Linked DNA regions of Sus scrofa: regions 1 and 2 are each linked to region 3. A link is a contact called in public Hi-C and HiChIP or PLAC-seq data. All regions are on one chromosome and are shown on one strand. The core of a region is the stretch at or near the end of the contact, and the rest is flanking DNA. Distances in the headings are between cores, read along the strand shown. Region 1 holds the start of LOC100514530 (cytochrome c oxidase assembly factor 4 homolog, mitochondrial). Region 2 holds the start of RELT (tumor necrosis factor receptor superfamily member 19L). Region 3 holds the start of FAM168A (protein FAM168A).

The links. A called contact is a pair of places that touch in the nucleus more often than the background predicts. HiChIP or PLAC-seq counts read pairs in DNA pulled down with a chosen protein or histone mark.
Region 1: a Hi-C map of liver shows a contact between it and region 3, with 4 times the contacts expected there. The contact joins the promoter of LOC100514530 here to the promoter of FAM168A in region 3. A contact is called at or near these places in 1 of 5 promoter capture datasets (liver) and 1 of 47 Hi-C or Micro-C datasets (liver).
Region 2: a contact with region 3 is called in an H3K27ac HiChIP or PLAC-seq map of skeletal muscle, with 2.4 times the contacts expected there. The contact joins the promoter of RELT here to the promoter of FAM168A in region 3. A contact is called at or near these places in 1 of 47 Hi-C or Micro-C datasets (embryonic fibroblasts) and 2 of 2 datasets of contacts at active chromatin or transcription factors (alveolar macrophages and skeletal muscle).

What each region holds. Positions count from the first base shown.
Region 1 is chr9:8,279,857-8,283,379 of Sscrofa11.1, forward strand. LOC100514530 (cytochrome c oxidase assembly factor 4 homolog, mitochondrial) reads right to left here and starts at 1,313. Exons shown (of 2, transcript XM_003129636.4): 1 at 1,091-1,313. It overlaps PAAF1 (proteasomal ATPase-associated factor 1), which reads left to right. Exons shown (of 12, transcript XM_003129635.4): 1 at 1-1,415; 2 at 2,731-2,771. The coding sequence starts at 1,369.
Region 2 is chr9:7,832,029-7,835,660 of Sscrofa11.1, forward strand. RELT (tumor necrosis factor receptor superfamily member 19L) reads left to right here and starts at 1,359. Exons shown (of 11, transcript XM_003129644.5): 1 at 1,359-1,536.
Region 3 is chr9:8,069,736-8,073,395 of Sscrofa11.1, forward strand. It overlaps FAM168A (protein FAM168A), which reads right to left and starts at 2,276. Exons shown (of 8, transcript XM_021062480.1): 1 at 1,797-2,276.

The sequences.
Region 1 (3,523 bases), core at 63-2,562, 210 kb after region 3:
GGCTTCCTGGAGAAAGTGATTTCTAAATTGAGACTTGAAGGATAAATAGGAGTTGGCCAGAGATATAAAGGATATTCCTGGTCAATGGAAGAAAACGATGGGGGTTCTGAGACAGAATTTGACATGAGAGGAACTGAAAGTTCTACATGATGAGAGAAAAGTGAGTACAGGAAAATTAATGAAACTGGTGAGATGAGAAAGTATCTGATCACGGCAAGGCCTTGTGAATCATGTTAGGGTGTTCAGAGAGCAAGTGAGAAGTCACAAGAAGGATTTAAGCACTCTATAGCCCTACACAAAACACATTTGCTTTGGAGGCAGTATAACCTAAGGGAGAGGGGAAAATGGGCTTCGAAAACAGACTTGGACTGGAAACAGCCTTGTCACTGACTCATTGAGTGTCTTTGAGCAAATTACTTCATAATCTCTCTTGAAAAAAAGATATCTACCTCACAGGATCAAGACTAAACGAGATAATGCATGTAAGGAGTCTGGCACATCCAAAGAGTTCAGTAAATGATAGCTCCTATTACTATACATGTTTCCTCTTCCTAAAAACACTGTGAGCTCTTTAAAGGCAAGAGGCAAACCTCTTAGAACAAGTACGGTAGGAAGAACAGTGCCTTGGATCCTAAGCCAAGAAATCCAGGTTTGAATACAGGCACCTCGCCTTGCTATGCACACGCATTAGCATGTAATCTTTTAAAGTGTCCTTCTAAGGTAGTATTTAACTCGCAGAGTTACTGTACGGATTAATATGCTAATAAGTGATATGTGCTTAGACTACAACAGGACTCAAATAAATGCTGCCTTTTCTTTCCCCACCACGACCCGGCTTCAGTCTTTACTGGATTAAAAAGAGAAAGACTTTTGCTTAGGGAAGGCTCGATGGTCGGCAGCTCGTTCGCGGAGGCCAGCGTGGACTAGGAAGGCATGGAAAGAATGGAAAAGCAGAGAAATCCAGGCGGCAAAGTTACTTAAAGTCCTCTCCCCACTACAGAGCGTACGCATGCGCGCGCGCAGCCGCCGGGCACATCCCGATTGCGCCCGCTATGCTTCACCGCGCTAGGACTTGGAACACAGTGCTCACCCAACAGGCCAACTAGAGGACCCAAGCGCGCCCTCCTGCACAACGGCGTCAATTTTGCAGGCAATTGGAACTCTTCCGACCCTCCCGTCAGGAACAAGCCTACTGTGAGATGCACGCGCCTGCAAAGGGGTAGGGAGGGGAAGAGGACCCCCCCCCCGCCACATTTCATTGGTGGCCTCTTGGTGTAGATCCCGCCCTTCGTTCTGCACGCGTCGCCTTCGGGGGCACCCACTTCCGGGGTAGAGCGGAAGAGGCGGGCTGGTGGAGGCGGGGTCAAGATGGCGGCGCCTTTGAGGATTCAGAGCGACTGGGCTCAAGCCCTCAGGTGACTCCAAGTCCAGGACTGGGACGGAGGAGGCGAGGCGGGTAGTGGATGTTACCTCTGCGTTATCGAGAGCCATGCCCGATCCAGGATATCCATAGGAGTTAGTTTATCGGTTGTTGAGGCCTAGAAATATGTTTCAGACCCTCATGGTCAGGTTTTCATTCTCAGAAGAGCCGTGCTGAGGCCAAGGAAACTCATATGCTCCGTGTGATCCCAGAGGCAGAATAGGATCAGTGAGTTAGAAAAAGACAGGAAAACAGGAGGCAGGAAGACTCTTTGCAAGTAGTCATGGTCATTTAGCAAATATTTATTGGTCCTCAGCTATTTGCAAAAGTCCGAGTATACTCACCACCACCACAATAACTTTGAGTGTGTGATGGAATCCTTGCATTCTCCTTGGCCCTTAGTAGTCATGTTTTACAATTCCATTGAGGAAACAGTGTAATGCCTACCTTGTCTAGGTTCTGACCTAGATAAATATTCGGTGGAGTTCAGATGTGTTCTCTAAACTTAAGGGGTGGTTCCTGCTCTCAAGAAGCTAACAGCTTAAAAAAAAGTAGCAGCAGCTAACAGCTTAATTGGAAACGCACAGCAAACCATTTATTCACTTAACATATATTTATTGGTCATATACTGTGTAAGTTATGGTGGGCACCAGAGTGAGTACAGCAGTGTCATGAATGGTGCTTTTTTTTTTTTTTTAAATAGCTGCCCCTGCTGCATATTGAAGTTCCCTGGCCAGGGGTTGAATCCTAGCTGTAGTAGCTGTAAACTGTGCTGCTGCAGCAACACTGGATTTTTTTAACCCACCAGGCCACAGTAGAAACTCAGGCAAATATTATTACTAATAAGTTTTTCAAATTGAAACAGTTGTGAAGATTAATAAAACATAGTCTCCTGTGTTTAAGAAACTTACAGCTTACTAGGTGGGCTGAAATAAAAACATGTTACTGTAACACAGGATGTGTAATAGGAAGAACAATGACATTTATTGAGGACCACCAAGTGCCTTTGAGAGAACACAGTCCAGAATCAGGAAGTAACTTGCCCAAGATTCTGCAGCTAATAAGCATTTCATCAAATATTTAATGAAATATTTGAGCTTCATTGAGTCAACAAATCTATGCATTAAACACTTAATCTGCAGATATTTCTTCAAGTAAACAAAGTTTGTCTATGCCTAGATGAGATGTTAGATTAGATCATGTCTGAGTACTGTGGCCAAACTAGAAATTATGCAGTCTTTCTCACCTGCATCAGTAGCATCCTTTTTGACACTGAATGAGCCTAAGTAGATTTTTATCTCTCTTCATAGGAAGGATGAAGGGGAGGCCTGGCTGAGCTGTCACCCCCCAGGTAATGTCTTTAAATCTGTATGACTTCCCTTTAGAGAAAGGATTTACTACCTCTGAAAGAGAGCTTCCTACTTTCTCCTGGCCCAGACTCCTTGCACAGTGCTGAGTCTTCAAATGTTCTTCATTCTGTGTTGTACTGGTGTCATTCCAACTCCATTCTAGGGGAAGGCCTTCAGATTGGTTTTCAATTTGGAAGGCAAGACTTGTTCATGGAGGCATTGTCGATGCATTTAATGAGACTCTTTTATTGTACTCTAAACATTTATATAGCTTCAGTTATGCCCTTCCCTGCTCATGATTCCTAGATCTATAGCTCTAGTTCTGACCTCTCTTCAAATTCGAGAGATTAAGTAGTTGTCTGCTAAATGTTTCTGCTTAAAGCTCTCATAATCGTCTTTAGGTTATCAAATCCAAATCCTGAAAGCTGAGCACTTCTGTTGTCAAACAGGTTCTCGTTCTTGATTTTCTCAGGTTTTTTGTTTTTGTTTTTTTAATTAGAGTATAGTTGGCTTGCTTACAGCGTTGTGTCAGTAGATTTTCACAGTTCTTAGGTTACCACCATTCTGGGATCAGAGTAAAAAACCTGGTCATTTCACCCTGCCACAGCCAGTGCCCAAGCGATGTTATTGTTCATCTCAGTGACATTTCTGTCTTATTTCCATCCATTGGTTTGCAGTCACTGTGGTAACATTACAATTTTTTTTCCTTCTAATTTGTGAGAAAGTTTCGTTTCACTGATTATTTTTCATTTCA
Region 2 (3,632 bases), core at 109-2,608, 240 kb before region 3:
GATGTGTCGCAGATGCGGCTCAGATCCCGCCTTGCTGTGGCTGTGGTGTAGGCCGGCAGCTGAAGCTCTGATTTGACCCCTAGCCTGGGGACCTCCTTATGCTGTGGGTGCGGCCCTAAAAAAGGAAAAGAAAGAAAATATGTGCAGGGATAGAGGACCTCCTGGGCTGCTCTAGCCCCCTCACCAGGTCCCCAGTGTGGGCCTTCTCCGGACTCCCTCCTGAGATCACCCCTGCCGTCACCCAGCCCTGGGGGGTCTCCATTAATTTATGAGGGACCTGGGGCTCTGATCCCATGGGTGACCTGGCGCTCCTTCTGCCCTTCCTCCACAACCGGGGCCTGGCCCCGGGAAATGGAAACTCTTACAGTCCCTCTTGTCTGCAGGTATCCAGTTCTCCTCCCGGGATCTCCTGGATCCCGGGGACCTGGCCTTCCCCACCCCCTCACCTCACGGCCCGGATTCTATGATGTGGTTTACTTGGCATTCTCCCCCTCCCCCACAGTCTATCCCTAACAATTTATTTACCTTCCTCCATCTCTGCCATGGGCTGTGATTATCCAGATCCAGCCAGGTCTCTGCCCCCAGCCCAAAGCCCTCCCAGCCCTGCTGTCCTGGGAGGGCCACCTGGGATCCCCAAAATGGTACTCAATCGGGGAAGGCCTGACTCCTGAGCTGCGGCCTCCAGTTCTGGCCCATCGTATGGCACAAGCTGGGAGAACCATATGAAGAGTGCCCAGGGTCCTGGGTACCCCCCCCCCGCGGGGCACTCTGATAGCCGGCCCTAAGAATCTGCAGGGTGGGACAGCTGGTGGTAGGGAAGGGAGAGTGTGTCACCTGTCCTGTTGGAAGGAGAGGCTACCTTTCCGGGCAGAGAGCGGTGGGGTGGGCAGTGGAGACAGAAAAGGCCTCCTGGAGGAAGGAGATTTGGGCTGAGCCCCGAACAATGTGCAGGAGCCCGCCAAGTGGGCCCCCATCACAGATTCACTTTCCCCAGGCTATCGGGGTTTCCGGGGGCCAGCCTGGAATTCTTTGAGAGGCAAAGTGGGGTCGTTCTCCCTGGCTGCCAATTTCCAGGAGGAAAACGAGACCCGGGGAGGCGCATCGGTGGCCCCGTTTGCACTGGCAATGGTGACAGGTCTGCGAGCAGCATCCAAGTCTCCAGTCTATTTTGCATCTTGCAACCCCTTCTTTCTCGCTTTGGCGCCTGGCAGGAGGGCGCCGGCCCCTGCAGTTCTCGGGGGGCGAGAGAGATGGCGACACAGAGCAGCGCCGCGGGGCGGGAGAGCGCGAGCCCGGCAGCGGGTTCCAGGGCCCGGGGGCGGGAGGCGGGGGCGAGCCCGGGCTCTGACGTCGGGGGCGGGGCCGGCGGCCGTGACGCGCGGGGGCGGGGCTGCGCGCCTTCCCGGCCCGGCCCGGGCGGCGATTCATTCAAAAGGCGCGCAGCCGGCGCGGCCGCCCGTGCGTTCGCCGAACCCGGGCCCGGCTCCGCGTCGACGACCCGGAGCTGGGCTGCTGGAGCTGCCGCGGCGCGGCCAGGTAAGGAGGACGCGGAGAGCCCCAGGCCCCGAGGCCGCTCTTCGCGGCCCGGGCCAGAGGGCTGCGGACCCGAGCGGCGCCCCCTGCCTCCCCGCGTTCCCGAGGAAGTTCGCCGGCGCGGCGGATGCCGCAGCCCGGTCCCGGCGCCCCCCCTCGCCCTCGCCGCCCCCGCGTCCCGTCTTGGCGTCTTGCGCGCACCGACGCCCGCGGGGCCCTGAGCCCCCTGCCCCCGGACCTGCGCGTGCTCCGGCCGCGACTCCAGGCCCGGCCGTGCGCGGTGGGGAAGCAGAGGCGCAACTTGCAGTTTGAGGAGCCGGCGGACCCTGGAGGCGCCCTCGGCCCGGGAAACTTGGACCGAGACCAGGACTGGGTGCGGGACGGGACGGCGGCGCCCGGGGGCGGCCAGAGGGGTGGTTCCGAACGGTGTCAGCCCGTGACTGTGGGTGACACGGCGCGTGAGGCGGCCCAGCCCCGGCGAACGTGGGGCCGGGACCCAGCGGTGACGCCGGGCCGAACGGGAGACACAGAGGGGCTCTGTGTGCCTGTGACAGGCGGAGTGTGTGCGTGTGATTGTGTGAGAAAGAGCCCCCGGGTCCCTGCGGGTGACTCCGACCCCAGCCCGCTGCGAGAGGGCCCCTGGGTCACTGCGGTCACTGGGTATGTGTGCGGCCTGGGGCGTGACCAGGGCAGGGCCAGGGTCCCCTTAACGGGACAGAGTGTGCAATGGAGGGAGGGAGCCCCCAGAGGCTGGAAGATCCATGTAAGAACCGCTAAGGGGTCAGGTGGGGCCGCTGAGGGGTCAGGTGGGGCCGTGTGTGTGTGTGTGTGTGTGTGTGTGTGTGTGTGTGTGTCCCTGCATAAGAGGCCGAAAGAGGAGGGACCTCAAACACCTGCTAGCGTGGCGGGGGTGGGGGTGGGGGGACGGCAAAGGTCTCTCCAGGGCTGTCCCCAAGAAGGTGCCCCTTAGCTCAGTTTAGTTGGGGTGCGTGGATCCTGAGTGCCTTGGCTTGGCAGAGGGGTGCCATATCTGGATGCAACTGAGGAGCTGAGGGGCCTTCAGGTATCCACCTCTCTCTCTCTCTCTCTTTCTCACAGAGAGAGAGAGAGAGAGAGAGAGAGGGAGGGAGAGAGAGAAGGTCCGGGCGGCCTGGCACAGCTCTGGCCCCTGGCACCCTTCTCCCTGGGGCGGGCACAGGCCTGCTCTGGGACCCGCCCTGGCTGGGCCTCAGTCTCCCTTCCTGCACCTGAGGTGTCGGGCTGTGAATGGACCGTGAATCATCGCTGTGGGATCCTCTTTGTTTGGGGTCAGCTGTCTCTGTTGTCCCTTCCCTCCCTCAGGCAGGAGGACTGCAGTGGGGGGTGGGGGCAAGCTATCTGCTGGGGACAAAGTGGCCCGGGGCTGCACCCAGGTGCTGGTGACAGGGTTAGAAGCACAGCTCCACAGACCAAGCCCAAGATTCTGATCCGTAGGCATCGACTGGCCCGGGGCATGTCTTCAGCTCCCTTCATGGGAGCGGGGAGCAGGCGCCCCACGAGCCGTCTCTGAGAGCAGGAGCTGGAGCAGGGCCTCTTCTCCACTGGATTGGACTCTTCGGAAGGGTCTCTTGGATGCAGAGGGGAATGCGAGTCAGGTGCCCGGGTGCAGGGGCACCTGCTGAAGGGTCCGGGAGTTCACAGCTCTCACCCTCTGCCTCCTGGGCGGGGGCAGCGTTGGAGGGACAGTGCCCAGGGCTGCGCTGCACGCTTGGTGCTGTGCTCTTGTTGAATCCTCGCGGTGCTTTTGAGATGCCGTGACTTTTTCAGAGAAGTGAAGTGACTTGCCCAAGGTCACCCAGAGTCAGGACAGTAGCAGGACTGGAATTGGGTCTCCTGCCCCCGAAGCCCTGTGGGATGCTTGGAGAGGGCCACTCTCCTTCCTAATACCTGCTTGCGGCTTCTCTGGGCTTCCTTCTCTCCAACCCGGGCTGGCAAGCGTGGCCTTAGCAGGCTGTGCCATTGTGAGTTCTGAGTGTGGTGTGGATTTGCACACACATCTGAAATGGGGGAGGGGGGGTTTGTGGGTTAGGTGGCTTCCTCTTCCTCCTGCTCCTCCCTCC
Region 3 (3,660 bases), core at 1,026-3,525:
CAGGACACCAATAAATGGAGTCTTCAAGCAATCAATTTTAAGAGGAGAAGAAAAAAAAAGGCCTGAGCTCTTTCTGAATACATGCACGTTGCCTGACTAGGAAATAAATTCAGCCTCCTATTTTTCAGTCTCATTCATCAGTTCTCAAGCAGGGAATGCTCCCTTAACTACCTCAAGCTCATCAAATCTATTTAATGCCAAATTCCAGGACTGATTTTTAAATGCACCTGGGGGAAGGCAGAAAGGAGACAGCAGAGACATCAAATAGATAGCTATCACATTCCAGTTTCATCTTCTTCCCCTTTAGTGTGGAAGTGGGTTTTTTTCCCCTTAGCTTTTCATAATATATGAATAATAGAAGACACTTCCCTCTCCTCTATTCTACCTTAACTGAAACCCCTCTCAACTTTACCCTTTGTGTTACTTTTAAATATGATCCTAATACAAATGAAACAAAAACAGCTTAACAAGTCCTCTAGAAAACAGTCTTTAATGTCCCTTCTCTGTCCCCTGCAAGGTCCCCCAACCATGGCCTCCAAAGCTGTCCATTTAAGTCCAACCCCCAACCCTCCAGTGTCTCTTGGAAGCCATCCCAATCCTTCCTCTCCAGAATCATTCAATCCACCCCTTCCCAGCACTGCTCACTGCCCCTCTCCATCCTCCCTGCCCCATCCATACCAGCAACCCCAGGTTTTTCCACTCCTTAATTAGCCCCAACGGCTACCTCACTATCAGCAACTACCTCTTGAGTCCTATCAGTTCATATCAGACATTTTCTCCAAAACTCCCTCGCCACCTTGGCCAAGGGATATTTTCTTCAATATATCATCCCCAACCTTGCTCACCACCTGCCACTGTTCCTTCAGTGTGTCCAGCCCAGAAGCATCTTGTGCGCCCTCTGCCCTGACCCCGACCCAGGGGGCCACCATGCCCCTTCCAGCAATTCTAAAATCACTCTAAATCCCATCCCACTGTGCTCTCCCCACCAAATGGCAATGCTTCTCTGCCCATTTTTCGGCCTAACTTATTTCCCCCCTCCTGCCAGCTCACCTTCACACTCCCTCATTGAAAGTCCCGCCCCCACTATTTCCAACCTCCATAAGCACTTCCCAGGAAACCCCCCAATTCTACCTACCTCTGCTCTCCTAAGCCACGCTATTCCATAAGTCGCAACAAATTCCACCATCCCCAGATGGCAAGCGCCCACTTCAAGCTCAGGTCTCAACCCAGGCCAAGCCCCTCACCCCCAGCTCCTACCACCTTCATCAGCCAGCCCGAGGTCCACCTCAAATTCCGCCCTCCTTAATTAACATCCCCCGAGGGTCCTACTAACCCTGTAATCCAACTCTCTATTCAAATAAACCCCCGACCCCGCAACCCGGCCCGGATCCCAAGCTGTCAATTGCTCCAGGCCAACCCCAAATTCACCACCCTCACGCAGTCCCCTCCCCCATTAGAAGCCATCCCCCTCCAGTCTCATCATCCATTTCGCCCCAAACCACCCAAATTCCACCCCAATCCTACAACCCCACGCTCCTGTCCCAGGTCTGGTCACTCCCCATTAAAAGTCCCCTTCCCTAGCCGCTCCCCCCCAACCTGCTAGTGTCCCACCCTCACCCCACCCCCAGCCCGCGCCAGGACAAGTCTCCCCGGCCAGCCCGCCGTTCCATCGCAACCTCAGCCCCCTTCCCCCAGCCCGCGAGGGCACTCCGTGCCCCGACTCTCATTCTCCCCAGTACCACCGGCCCAGGCTCAGGGAGAGCGGACCGGCGTTGGGAGGGGGGGGATCGCCTCACCGGTGAGCCGCTGCAGGCGAAAACGGCGGCGGCGGCGGCTGAGACGACGATGCCCTTGTCTTCTCTGAAGGCTACGGAGGCGACGCTCTCGCTCCCTCGCCCGTGTCCAGTAAGGAGGCGGATGGCGCGCAGGGACCGGGAGCCTCCTCCTCCTCCTCAGCGACTCGGCTCTGAATCCTCTGCAGTAGCCGCCGAGGAGCCCGACGGGTGGGGGGAGGGGACGCTGGGCTGCGGGCGAGGGAGGAGGAGGCTGAGGGAAGGGGCGGGGGACCGCTGAGAAGGGCTGGGAAGGAGGAGCCGGCGCGGCGCCGCGACACATCCCACAGCCTCAGCGCGCCTGGACCACAACTCCCGGCATGCCCCGCTCCGACCCGCGCTCAGCCTGCGCCTCCCGCCCCCGCACTCGTTGCGGAGGGACCGCTCTCTTCCCGGTCACAGACAATGGAATAAAGCCAGCTCTCCGCGGGGGGCTTTTGTAGACTCAAAGACCACATACGAGGGAAAATTAGGTCGCCCCGCTGCCCCATCCCCCAAAGGACCATGTTTGTGGCGTCTCTTCGCGGGCACGCGCACACTCCCATATAGACCCCCCCACTACCACCACTTCCCGCCGAACTACATTTCCCAGCATGCCCTCACAGCCTCGCGCCCTGCTTCCGGGCCCTTCTCAGACTCTGTACTACAGTTCCCAGGGAGCGTGGTTCTTGTGAAACGCTGGGAGATGCAGTTCTCAGTTCTTCCTCCATGTTAAGCCTAAGAAGTGAAAGAGAGAAAAAAGGGAAGGAAATATGCCAACCCATCGAGAACAGGCCTAGATAGACTAGTTCACCTTGGAGTCTGTACTCTTTTCGCCATCTCCGTCGCCACTGTCTCTCACTAGACAAACGCAGCGGCTCCTCCTGGTCTCTCTGCAAATCCGGACGATTTGGCACCTTGAACCCAAAGGAAAAAAAAAAGCGTACCTCTTGACGCAGCCTCATTACTTTTAAGAATTTACCTTAAAAAGAAAATCAACAATTTGGAAAAGATGAATGCACAAGGTTGTTATATGAGGTTGTTGATTATAGAGTCCATCCATAGGAACTGGTTAAAGTAAATTGCATATACAAACAATATACTACTAAGCAGCCATTCAAAATACTGATATGAATCTGTTTCTTGACATCAAAATCTATTCTAGAGCGGGGGAAATGCTAAGAACAGTATGTTTAGAATGATCCAATTTATGTGAAGCTTGGGACAATATAAGATTTCAGGAAAGAGGTTTCCCAAAATAATCTGTCATTATCTTGGAGAAAAGTGTCAGATTTCAAATAACTTTTATTTTAATATTGCCTGCATTGTTTAAAAAGAGCACATAAGTTTTTAAGCTTTTAAGACTATTTTCCAAAATATAATTTCCAAATTCAACAACAATTTGTCTTTGCTACCTAAAAGCTTTCCATGGCTTTCTGTTGCCCTCTGTGGTGATCCAAGACTGCCTGGTTTTTCTGTGAGCTCAGCATTTCCACTATTAAAACAATGAATGGTGGTCATGTAGAATCATAAAAGAACATTAAGTTAGTAGGGAGGGCTTTCTCAATTTTTATTGTCTCTTCTCAAATTTTTCCTTCTGGTCTTTCCACACCTATTTCCTCCTTTTCTCCTACTCATTCTTGAAACTCAAGCCAAAGTCCTACCCTCCCCAGAACATTTTAGACACATTGATTTTCCTTATATCTGAGTTCTTATAGCAATTGTTTCTACTCTTTAGGGATCACTGTGGGGAGGAGGAATGAGGCGGGAGGAACGAAGTTATTGTTAAGAGTCTACAAAGCAATACTTAAAGCATTGTCTGTAGACTGAATAAATAATCTTACACTTA